Linked DNA regions of Capsicum annuum: region 1 is linked to region 2. A link is a contact called in public Hi-C data. All regions are on one chromosome and are shown on one strand. The core of a region is the stretch at or near the end of the contact, and the rest is flanking DNA. Distances in the headings are between cores, read along the strand shown.

Region 1 (6,391 bases), core at 2,867-5,366, 68 kb before region 2:
TAAGGACAAGAAGAAAGACTTCCTCATGGTGTTCATTGACCTTGGAAAGACCTGCCACAAACTTCTTAGGGAGATCCCCTCGAGGTGTTTAGAGTCTAGAGATGCATGTTATTTACATTAGGGCAATAGAGGCATGTACCGTGGAGCCAAGACCTGAATTCAAACACCGAAAAATGACTCAGAACACTTTTTAGTCACTATGGGTGTTCTTAATCGTGATGAATTGTACTAGGGGTCAGTCTTTTAGACTATTTTTATTTGCCTCAGTGATAGATGAATTGACACAACATATTTAAAGGGGTGGAGTCAATTCCTCATATTGTCACTCAACTTATGAAAATATCTCATTAAAGTTATTTTTTTATTTTTTTATTTCAATAATGTCATTCAATTTTATACATTTTCCTTACAAACTAATAATTGCTAAAATACTCCTTATTCTTTGAAAGAAAAATAATCAAAATAGTCCCTTAAGTTTATTTTTGAAATAGAATGATCTATATTCATTAACAATATGAAATACTAATAGCTTTTTAACCATAGAAAATAGTGCATACAATTTTAATTCAACTTCTAGTTGTAATAGTAAAATAATATAATCCACTAAAAAATGCGATTGATATTCTTAAAAAAGCTTATATGCACTCTATTTATTTGAAAATTTAGGAGTTTAGCGATAAAATAATATTTTATATTTATTCATTTATGATTAATCTTTATTTTTTAATAAAATAGCTTAAATTTAGTTGTTAGTTTCTTCTACTTCAAAAACTATTGTCAGAAAATTCATAATTCATATAGAAGACGATGAATTCCTTCAACATTCTCCTCTCCCCCGCCCCAAACCCAATATATATATATATATATATAAAAATTATATTACCTCTTTAACCTGACTTTAAAAACTAGATACATCTCTCAATTTTATCTTTTTTATTTTTTTAATATTATAATATATCTTTTTAAATTATATTACTCCCTTCATTTCATTTTAGTTGGTCATCTTATTAAAAATAAATGTCCCATATTAGTTGATCACTTACTTAATCAAAATAGAATTAATTAAATTTTTTCTCATGATATCCCTATAATTCATAGTATACATTATGTATTAACAATTTCAATTTCAATGTTCATTCTTATGCCTAATAAATATAATTAATATTGCTAAAGGGTGAGTAGTAAAATTTGTCATTCAATTTATGATTTCTTAATCACCGTATAAAATGAAATGTGTCCAACCAAAATGAGACAGGGAGAGTATGTAATGAAGTAAAGAACTGAAATGTATTTGGAGGTATATTAACATTTCATATAAAAGAATAAAAACTATTTAAACTCATGATTTAAATTAAGAGGCTATTTTGGCCATTTTTCTACCAAAGAACAAGGATTATTTTAACAATTGTTAGTTTATAAGGAAAATGTATAAAGTTGAATGACATTATTGGAACAAAAAAAAGATTAGTGACTTTAGTGGGACACTTCTTAAGTTGGGTGACAATCCGAGGAATTGATTCTAAAGGGGTATCATAGTGTATGTTAATTGCAAATGTCATAATATTGATTGACAAGAAGGTTGTGGAGTTAAAGATAGGTTGGAACATTGGAGACAAGCCCTTGAGTCTTTAGGTTCCAAGGTTAGCTTAACTAAAATTAGAGTATCTAAAATGCAAGTTTAGTGACGAAAAACATGAGACAAAAGTGGAAGCGTAGATCGATGTACAAGTCATACCCAAAAAAAAAGGTTTAAGGTATCTTAGGTCAATAAGTCAAGGAGAAAGGGAGATTGATAACGATATTGCACATCATATTAGAGAGGTGAAATGGAGGCTTGCCTCCAGAGTATGTGTGCAAGGAATGTCCGCCAAAGTTTAAAGGTAAATTGTATAAAATGATGGATAGATCAACATTGTTTTTGGGACAAAGTGTTGATTGATCAAGAACGCTCATTCAAAAAACATAAGGGTTGTTTGGTTGGAAACAAGTTATCTCGAGATTACTAATTCTAAAATTAGCTCAAAGAGGGATAAGAAAACACTACAATCCCGACATGAGTTATTCCATGCATTTTGTCTCAATCAAACATGATATAAGCTCATCTTCTAAATTAATCCTGAAATTAGTTATCCTTATCCCACCTAAGTAGCTGAGATGAGAATGCTCAGAAGGATGTGTGTGCATACTAGGAAATATGACTAGGAATGATGTTATATAGGATAATTTTGGAGCGGCCTTTCTAACATACAAGACGAGAAACAAGATTGGAATGGTTCAGGCACGTGAAAAGATGCACGGATGCACTAATAAGTAGGTTAGTTCCTAACAAAGTACTTTAAATTTAGTCACATCCTGAATATTTCACTTTATCCAATCCAATTTATAGTATTATCTTACTTCACCTCTCAAGTGAAATTAATTAGTTCCAGCCTTATCATCCCTAAACTATAGTCTAGAGATAACTTTGTCCGCAAAGCAAACCACCACTGAAAGTGTACAAGTTATTGCATTGTTGTTAATTTGCCCAACAACAAATATGCAGCCTAATGAGCAATAGTAAAACACTTCCAAAATTAGTGAACTCTGGTATGAATCAACTGCAAATAGGGGATATACATGTGGCAATTTGGTTTGGTCTGGTTAGTTCTCAGTTTTTTCAATTATAATTCAGAAAACAAAATTCATAAAGTCAAATCATAAATGACTTTTGAGAAATGTACTCCCAAGTCCCAACTTCCACCAGTCTTTACCTTCTCAAGATAAAACACTCTTATATTCATTGATATAACTAGTACACAAGCAAACAATTAAAATACCAGTCAAAACCGGAGCATTATTTTTTACATCTACAAGCCATATGAAATACGAACCTGCATCCATACATTAAACTCAAGCAATGCAGTGTTAAAAGCAATTAAATTCCCTAATCCTACATTAGAAAGTAGACAGATAGAACTTAACAATCACAAGATTTCCCAGCTGCAGCCATGGATATAAAAGCTATCTTTTTGAGGAAAAAGAAAAAGCCGGAATCAAAGGACAAAACACTTTCAAGCAAAAGAGAAGTTTGTTCTGAAATTTACATGAACAGGCCGGTGTAGATGCACACACTAGAAAACAAAGATGGTCCCTGGAATTGATTGGAACCTACACAAAAGGGAGACTAGTTTCCTTATCCTATCTATCGTCTTGCATTTCTTTTTATCAATTAGGAACATTTCTACAATTAAAGTTACATATCCCAGGCCAACCTTACTTTTCTAAGATCATGGTAACTAAACATTGGTATAACTATAGAGCCATCACATCCAATGTCTAAACAAAATTATTAAGGCAAACATATATCACAAGAGACCATAAACTTTAAGGATGCAAACTCTTAACTATAAGCTAATATTTGGTCAAAGATTTTGCATCAGATATTGAAAATTAGTGTTCAAACATCTGTTTGACATGGAAATTTGATCAAAATCTAATATTCAAATATTTTTCAAGTTCCAAACAATTGGCCTGAACCAATTTTTGGTACTTCCGCAAAAAAAAACTACAAAAAAAAAAAAAAAAAAACTAACACAGCCAAAGGTGAAATAAGCTCAAAATACTGAGGAGAAATAGTCCAAATCAAACAATATCAAAGAGCAAAGTAACTGCTAAGCACAAAAATAACACAAATAACAAAGCATCACAAATTCAGTGTATATTTTTAAAACAAAACATGTATATATATATATATATATATATATATATATATATATATATATATATAAATTAAGAGGAAGAAGGCCTCAGATTAGCATATAGGCACATTATTCATAGCAACAACAACCCCATGGTTAACAACCACAGGTGCGCAATAAAAAGATGTTGTTGCCGCTCGTGCTTATTTGTTTGTCATCACTGGCCAACTTCCTCCAAGTAATAATAATAATAATAATCACAAATTAAATTAGCAAATGACAAAAATATTTTACAGAAATAAAGCTCCATTAGCAAAACTCATTACTTTGATTATGGTTTTTGACTGTTAAACAATTCACGATTTTAGAGACTAAAGAGCTTCAATGTCAAATTAGGGTTAGGGATTTTAGGTAAGACAACCAACATATAGGAAGGTTATTGGGCCTAAATGGTTTTGAACTGTATTGCTTGTTTGGGCCCTTTTATTAAGTCACTTTACCTACTAGCTACTATTGAGAAAATTTCATAAACGAATAAAGTCCTTTTGAAATATAATTACGGTTTGTAATTATAGTTTGCTTAATCTGTTATTTTGGAGTTGTGCTTGTTTGCTTTATATCTATTGGATACACTGTATTTGTTCACTGAACATTAACACACATAATTTCGTTGAATACAATGTATTTGTTCGCTCAACTTAGTCGTACGGTACTAGCACATATAGCACACTTCAACATATCACAAAGCATCACACATACAACTAACATACCTATTGAAATTCAAGAGGAGGGTGAATTGAAAACTTTTTTTGAGTTGATTGATCAGACTTGTAGTCAATTCACTCACATGTTAATATACTGAATAAAACAGAATGATATAAAAAGCGCAGGTAAATAAGTAAACAAAAGACACAAGATTTATCCTGGTTCGAATCACCGGTGTGGTGCCTACTCCAGTCTCCTTGGATTACAAGAGCTTCCTTTAGAGCTTTCAAATAGAGAATTTGATTACATATGGGATGGACAATTTCTGAATCTTATTTTGTTATTAAGATCTTGTGACACAGCCTCAACTAGTATCACTAAATCGACTCAATCTTTCTCTTTTTGTAAGAATTGTAAATTGAAATTACAAAGCTTTATGAAGACTAAAGATTGAGAAACACTAAGAGTTTCCTGTGAAGTTCTGTATCGTCTTCCTTCTTCAATCTTCCTCTTTATAGCCTCCAACTAATCTAGCTTTTTTTCTCTATAAGGAAAACCCAAAGGAATTTCCTCTCAATCAAAGATTTGAATTGATTCCTTGATTAAGGATTCACATCATATGGTACGTCCATATCAGATATGTCCGTACATACAATATGACCCTCCTTTCTCGAATATAGACTTACAACCATACATGTCCATATCAGATATGTCTACATAGAGGGTGTGATCTTCCTTCCTTCCGTGATTCCGTGAGAGATCTGCTTTCCATGCTACTCTGTGATTGTTGATTGTCTTCCTTATAATTTGGGATGTACTGAGATCTTTTCCACATCCAGCTCCAACTTCCTTGTAGTTAGGAATCTTTCGAGATGCTTCTCCAAGTTTAGCTCCATAGGCGATCCTTTGCCTTGATTGTGTCTTCATGTATCCTACATGATTTTTGTTATTAGTTTGACGTTAATCATTATCAAAACATATTATATCAATATGGAAAGATAACACATATAACATAAACTTTGTATAACTACAACATATTCTAGTGTATATAATCGTATTTAAGTGTATCACGTTTGTATTATATGAGATATGCATGTGTTATCACAAAAAACCACCCCAACTTAGATGAATCGATCACCAAATATACTTGAATATCACTGCATATTATGTATAAACAATGTCAACATGCAATCAAAGAAGAAAACGACCTACAAAAGATACATTTACTAGGGAGTTATATTTCACAATGCCATTAGAGATATATAAAAGGGAAACAACTTCACAAGTATCAAACAAAATACATTTCATGTAGTTGGTGGGTACTATAAATAAAAATAACAGAAGTATTTTATCAAAGAGCATTCTTGATTTAGTGGTCGTGGTAAATACATGGGTTCGATTTCAAGTTGTTACATTTGTTTTAAATATTTTTGAAAATCAACGAACTCCGTTAATTTTCTAGTTGACTTGGGTACCTGAAAGAATTACCAGGTATACTTCAAACCAAACATTTTAAAACGATAGGAAAAAAGGTGAGCATATGAATGGTTATTTACTTTCTTTATGTGGGTTTTGGATAGAATCGGAGCTTTTTGATTGAATTAATTATTATTTATTTAATTTATTTTCAGGAAAAAAAAAAAAAAACAAGAACTGTCCACAAGATTTAGGTTGTGTGATTTTTGTATTAACTAGTTTAGCATAAGTGCTTTGCACGTGTGTCTCATATCAAATTAATAAAATTGTATATAAAAAGAATAACAAAATTTAAAATACAACATTGTGTCAAAATAAATATTATAAGAAAAAAAAATATAAATTTGTAATGTTTTCTAAATTTGATCCAATATCAAGTGGACATGTAATTAAGAAAAAATACAAGAATATAAATCAAAGCTGTAACAAAAATTCTTTCCACAATAGATTAATATTGACATGACAAATATTATTAAAAAACTGAATCTAACTCCCTCACTCAAACCCCCAGCTCCCACCCATGCAGTATGTAT
Region 2 (7,063 bases), core at 2,351-4,850:
TTTAAATACTTTGGAACTTTTCAGAAAGAAAAACACGAAGAGTGATGTAAATTAAAGTGGTAAAGTAAAAAAACAGTTTCCTGCGCTGCCAATTTTATTTTATTTCTTTTAGTATCAAATGGACTTGATCCTATTTTGTTTCGAACCCCACGTACTATTTTTATTTAAAGAAGAATAACTTATTTTAAAAAATAATTTATTTTTATTATTAATAATATTTTAATTATAATTTTTCATGTGACATATAATGTCACAAAATTAAAAAACAGTTTAGTATACTTGATTAACTATAGTTTTAATTACCAGTTTTTTTTTAAAAAGTTTTTTTTAAAAAGAAAACAATGGAGAGAGAGAGACAATGAGTTAACAAAAAGAAAACGACGGCTCAGGAATTGTACAGTGGGTAAAAAAGCCTTGTGCTATTCTCCTGTCTTTTTCATCTCTCAAGGTCCCCCACCCCCACCCCCTCACCCCACCACAACCCCTGGTAATATTTTCATGTTTAGATTTTTTTTATTTTATTATTTCATGTTTCAATTATTACTGCTAGCCTATTTCAATTCATTTGTCTTTTATTTTGTAGCGTTTGGTCATAAGTAAATTTTTATTTAAAGAAAATTATTTTATTTTAGTAAAAAAATGAAAATTATGGTATTTATTCATGAAAATTTTAAATGTAATTTTAAAATTATATTTGAAAAACTAAAAAATATTTTTTTTCACTCATACTTCTCTCACAAAATTTAAAAAACAACTTTAATTTATATTCATAATCAAATACAACTCCAACTTTAACTTCAACTCCAACTCCAATCTTAAAAAAAATATGATTTTCATGGTTAAACGAAACCTTAAAATAAATAAATGACAAGGGTTCAATTCCATGAAAAATATTTTCCTAGAAAATGTTTTCCTGAAAAACAAGTTGATTTCTTATGTTTGATTGGTGGATGGAAAATATTTCCTGAAAAATATTTTTTATTATTTGGTTGGTCAATGAGAAATATTTTTCAAAAAATAATTTTAGTATTTAGCTAAAGTGTAAAATACATTTTAGAATCTTTTTATAAAAAATAAATTTTAAAAAGTTAAATTCTTTTTTGGGATAAGGGTTGATAGCGGGGTGGATGAGGGTGTCAGAATGGGTCGTAGGGGTGGGGTAAGAAAAAATTTTAAATTTTTTTTTGTTAAAAAAGAATTTAAAAATTGGCGGGGGGGAGGGAGAAGGGGAGGAGGAGGGGGCAGTAGAAGTTCGGGTTCAGGGTAGGGGAGTGAGGGAGAAGGGGAGAGAAAAAAATTGATTTTTTTTAAATAAATTTTTTTTTTTTTTTTTTTAAGGTTGGGGGAGGGGGAGAGGATGGTAAGGGTAGGGGTATGTGGTAAGAGAATAGTTTGAATTTCTTAATAAAATGTAGATATTATTTTTGGAAGGGACTGGTAGGGGTAGGGGTTGGGTGGGGTAGGAGATGGACTAAGAAAAAAATTTGAAATACCTTTTAAAATAATTGAATTTTGGGAGTGGGATGGGGGTAGGGGTAGAGGTGGGGTTGGGGTAGAGGTGGTGTTGGGGTGATAGGGTAATGGGGGCGGGTGCAGGTAGATGATTTTAAGAATTGTATGAATATTTCAACTTTAAAATGAGGTTAAAAGAAAGTTTTGGAAAATGTTTTCCTTACTTTTTTTGAATGAAAGTCATTTTCCTGACTTAAGGAAAATAAGTTGGTTTGGAAAATATTTTTCAAAATATATAAGCCAACAAAACATAAGAAAACTAGAAAATATTTTTTGAAAAATATTTCCTTCGTACCAAACACACCCTAAAACTACATGCTACATTTTATTTTTTTTATATCCTACTATGTGAAGTACATCAAATATGTGTTATTATCATCTTAATGTTTTTTAGCAACTTTAAAATTTTTACATATTTTTTATTTAAGATCATAAAATTTAATGTTTTTTTTCAATTGAATTTGACACTCCACTTTCAGTTTTTATTACTTTAAATCAAGACTTTTAACTAGCCATTATTCTGTATATTTGTGTTCTAATGGATTCTCAAACTTGGAGATGGACAACCACCAAGAGCTCACATGTCAAACAATAATAATAACAGTATAATGATTTTGTATTATTGTTCAATTTTCATATCTACTTTTCATTATATGAAACATATATTATTTAAATAAAATTATTCCATAATTAAAATCTCATAAATCAGCTTGTAATATATTTAGTTAATTCCTAATTACTGCTATTAATAGGCAATTGCTCATGTGATTTTGGACCTCAATTTGAAATCACCGTCTGTGTTATGAGATTTGCATAAATTTAATTTCAATTCTAAGTCATGATTTCAAATTTAAAATTTTTCAAAATGTAGGATTTCAAATTTAAAATTTTAATTTTAATTATTCCTCTTTAAATGTAAAATTTAACCCATTATTTACAGTTTATAGAAAGGAATAAATAAAACAAAAATTAACAATTTTAAAAAACTTGTGTTTAACATGAAAAAATTACATGTACCATGTTAAAGTTATATCAAGAATAGTTAGTTACTATTATTGTTAATTTATTGGATTATGTAATTATTTGTAGCAAAATGTTTATTTGAAACATGATAATAACATATGATCACAAACATTTATTTATAATAACACATGAAAATATTTGATTTATTAATTTGGTGTCTTATGAAATTCCGTTATCTTGTTTATCAATGATGCTTTGCTCATTTGGTAAATTTCTATAAGAGTTAATTTTTTTTTTAATAGTTTTGTGTTTATGAGGAAAAAATATAACTTAAAAAATTTAAACTGCATATTCAAATAAATTTTCAACTTCAAATCAACCTAAATTGAATCATATCCAAATGAGCCCTTAATTTCTCGCAAGCTACATAAAATAATTCACTTTTTCATAAGCGTGATCTTTTGCATACATCTCCTTTGTGATATAAATACTTGATTATTGATTGATCGATCAAAAATCTGAATTACAAAAATATCAATAAAAACATGGATGCTCTCATGAAATATGCCTCCTCTTAATTATAGGTCTCATTTTTGAATCCCCTGAAAACAGAGTCACTTCTATTAAGAAAAGCTTTGCTTTCAACATGAAAATTTTTATTTTAAATATAATTGAACTCTAATATAAATATCAGACACAAATAAATAAAAACCTAAAAAAGATAAAATAAAGTTTATCAGAGTGAAGAGAAGGAAATAAAGGATATTTTTTTCGCTTTGATTTGTTTTGCATTAAATCTTAAGAAGATAGTTTAGTGTGATGAATAAGGTATAATAATCTTTAAATACAATACATGATTATTTTATTATATGTTTGATTGAAGATATTAATTAAGACCCATAACTATTTATTTCATTATTTATATTTTTAGTAATGTGATAAAACAATTTATTTCATAATAACTAATTACGGGATAACTCATTTCCAACCAAACTACCTAAATCCTCGGTAACATTTTGACCACACACATAACTACTCAACTCACTTAAACCCTGGTTACATTTTGACCACACCGGTAACACCCCACCCCCACGCCCCTACCCCAATTCCAACATCATCACATAATAAAACCTTATCTTCTGTGCAGTACACATACTCTCTCCCCTCTCTCTCTCTACAAACACCCACACCAAATCAAATCTAACCCCCTTAATGTCGATTCAGATCTAAAAGAGAGAATACTCTAAACTCTCAAGTGAGATTCCAATTTTGCCCCTCCATCCATCTCCGTACAACAATGGCGTACTCATTCCCTGAAGAAGTACTCGAACACGTCTTCTCCTTCCTCAGTTCCGACAAAGACCGTAACGCTGTATCACTCGTATGCAAATCATGGTACGAGATCGAACGTTGGTGTCGGAGGAAAATTTTCATTGGAAACTGCTACGCTGTTAATCCTAGGATTATGATCCGACGGTTCCCGGAAGTCAGATCTATTGAACTTAAAGGAAAACCTCATTTTGCTGACTTTAATTTGGTTCCTGAAGGATGGGGAGCGTATGTATATCCATGGATTTTGGCTATGTCTAAGTCGTATCCATTGTTAGAGGAAATTAAGCTTAAACGTATGGTTATTACTGATGAGTCATTGGAGTTGATTGCTAAGTCTTTTAAGAATTTTAAGGTTTTGGTTTTGTCTTCTTGTGATGGTTTTACTACTGATGGACTTGCTGCTATTGCCGCTAATTGCAGGTGACCTTTTTTAAAATCTTAGTTGACATTTTGATCTAGTTTAGATGTCATTTTTGGGTTCGAAAAGTAAAAATGTGGTGTTTGTGATTTGAGTTTTTTTGGCGGATTAGGAATTTTGACTAAGGGGGTTCAGTAAAATGAAAATGTAGTCTTTGGGATTTGACTAAGAGGGTTCGAAAAATAAAAATGTTCGAAAAATAAAAATGTGGCCTTTGAGATTTGAGCTCGGAATGTCAAGGTAAAATTTGAATTTTCTAACCTACTGCGTCAATCTCTAGTTTTGTTGGGGGGGGGGGGGTTTGGGTGAACACGCCCTGGCTCCCCTAGATCTGCCCCTGTTCATGGAAGTCTTAATCTGCAGTGGAGGAGTTGACACGTGGAAGTCCCCCCCCCTTTGTCTGAAAAGAATAGCATGGTTAAAAGTACCGAAGTATTTAGATCTAATTCTTTGAATTAATTAGGATAATGAATAAAGTTTACATTTTTATAAACTACAGAAGTATTACTGTACTAGTTAGTAAATGGTTCTTGTAGTTCAAGTAATTAGAAATTGTTTGGCAAATCTTTTAGTCAAAGGAAGTACTAATTCATGTCTCAGGTGGTAATAGGTCTAAACCAATTGGGGTCTTAGGGGTTAGTCTATTGTGATGTATTGTTGTTAAGTCTTGACCTTTTGGATGAATGCACTAAATTTGGGGATTTGTTATCCCCCTCATCAAACAAAGAAAATGAGGAAGCACTTACCTTGCAGTTGTTTATTCTTTTCTTAGGATATGTAATCTATTGTCTTGGCTAGCTAGTGGAAGTGAAGCATCTTTTATGCAGATGGATAATGCTAGAACAAGTCACTGTAGTATTATTGGACATTACTTGCTGCTACATTTCGTCATCTGACTTCAATACTCCGAAGTTTAGAACTTTGTGTTTATTTCTTTCAGCTTTTTTTGGGCGTATTTCTGGTCCTTAATTTTTGGCAGATTTTTATTGAACGAACAAATTGCCTGTTTCCTGTACTTCCTTTACTGAAATTTTGCATTTGCATTCCATCTTCATAGATATTTTAAGCCTTATAATTGGAGATGCTAACTTGTGGGTTTTCTTAAATTCTTATAGGGACTGTCTTTTACCATTAATTTCTTGTGGCATTCACTGGATAGTTAGCAAGTTATTGGATTCTTTCTGATTCCTAATTATTTTGGCTTTCCCTGTTGTCATTTAACTGCATTTTGAATGGTAAGAAAACATTCCCCTCTAGCGTAGATGTTAAGTTTTTGGAGATTTGAATGTTATCTGAATTCTCGTGAGATTTCCACATGTTTGTTCCGTGGTCCTTTTGTGGGATTCAATTGTTTTATCAGTATGGAGTTCTGTAATGGAGTATATTTGTGGTTCAACCTTGAAATGGTTAAGTGTGTTAGGGATAGGAAATGGAGATTTATTTAAATTCCACTTTGAAAGATGTGTCACTTTGAGGCAAACATGATTCTCAAATCCTTCTTATTTATCTTGTTCATATCATCTGTCATTTATTGTCATTCATTCTTGTCTGTTGATTTGCTTCACTTATCACAGAATGATTGTGTAGATTAGTATTGTCATGTGACACCCGTTTTGCTACAGGAATCTGAGAGAACTAGACTTGGGAGAGAGTGAAGTGGAGGACCTTAGTGGACATTGGCTAAGCCATTTTCCCGATAGCTGCACGTCACTTGTTTCTCTTAACATTGCCTGTTTGGTTTCGGAGGTCAGTTTCTTAGCTTTGGAGCGCCTGGTTGCTCGTTCTCCTAATTTGAGGACTCTACGGATAAATCGTGCCGTTCCCCTTGAGAAGCTTCCATACCTGCTTCGTCGCACTTCCCAGTTGGTCGAATTTGGTACAGGTGCTTACTCTGCTGATGTGCGGTCTGATTACTTCTCTAACCTGACAGAAGCTTTTTCGGGCTGCAAGCAACTTAAATGTCTGTCTGGGTTTTGGGATGTTGTACCGGCTTACCTTCCAGCTATATATCCAGTGTGTTCGAGACTCACCTCCTTGAATTTGAGTTATGCTACCTGTCAAAACCCTGAGCTTGGCAAGCTCATAAGTCAGTGTCACAACTTGCAGCGTTTGTGGGTATGTTCTAACTTGTATTCTAAATGTTTTGAAGACTTAATTGTTGATGTTCTTGATACAGCAACTGCAAACATGTTTTTTTTCCCTTGAAAATGAAGAGGAAGAGGCAATGAGATTATAACATCATACTCACTGTGATGAAATTTGGCAGATATTCTCTTAGAAGAATAAGGAAAAGAACTTTTTCATAGTTGTGCCAATTCCTAACTGCTACAGATCAACCAATCAACCCCGACTTAACCAATTTTAGTTGGTCTCAGCTTTAGCCTTTGTATGTCCTCGTAACCCATTTTGCTGTATTCAGGTCAATATTGTTCTGATGCTAAATAATTTGTCTTTACATAATAATTGCCATGTATAACAAAAAGTAATTCATTTTATAGATAAACTTAGCATGTGCTGGTTAGGTAGATTCCTGGCTACAAATTTTTGATATTGTGTTGCTAAGTCGCTTGCTTTCCTTGGAAGTTGAAACCAACTCTTATATGCTTGATTGTGATCTGGACGAAAGGGTTTCAGTTTTTTAATACTTGTGCCTACCTGATGCACATATAAATCCATCTATTGAGTTGGTTCTATACTGAAAAACAGTTTATCTATTCTTCCCCAGTGGCTTAGCCAAACTGGTTGTGTATTATAAACTCCAGTATTATGTTTAAAGTGCTGAATTACTTTACTCGAAATATATGTGACTGCAGGTGCTAGACTACATTGAAGATTTTG

What was found. Hi-C and Micro-C count contacts between places; a contact is called where the count stands out from the background.
Region 1: a Hi-C map of leaf shows a contact between it and region 2, with 3 times the contacts expected there. The contact joins the enhancer-like site here to the promoter of LOC107863980 in region 2. A contact is called at or near these places in 3 of 5 Hi-C or Micro-C datasets (bud, leaf and placenta).

The regions. Positions count from the first base shown.
Region 1 is chr3:33,713,501-33,719,891 of UCD10Xv1.1, reverse strand. No RefSeq gene overlaps it. Among protein-coding and RNA genes, the nearest start is that of LOC107863979, 13 kb to the left of the region's middle. Within about 2 kb of position 4,116, at least 5 of the 5 cell types and tissues checked have an H3K27ac peak or open chromatin away from gene starts, as enhancers often do. A contact at or near this core is called in bud and leaf, where this site is marked.
Region 2 is chr3:33,643,864-33,650,926 of UCD10Xv1.1, reverse strand. It overlaps LOC107863980 (protein TRANSPORT INHIBITOR RESPONSE 1), which reads left to right and starts at 3,600. Exons shown (of 3, transcript XM_016710213.2): 1 at 3,600-4,227; 2 at 5,848-6,340; 3 at 7,039-7,063. The coding sequence starts at 3,773.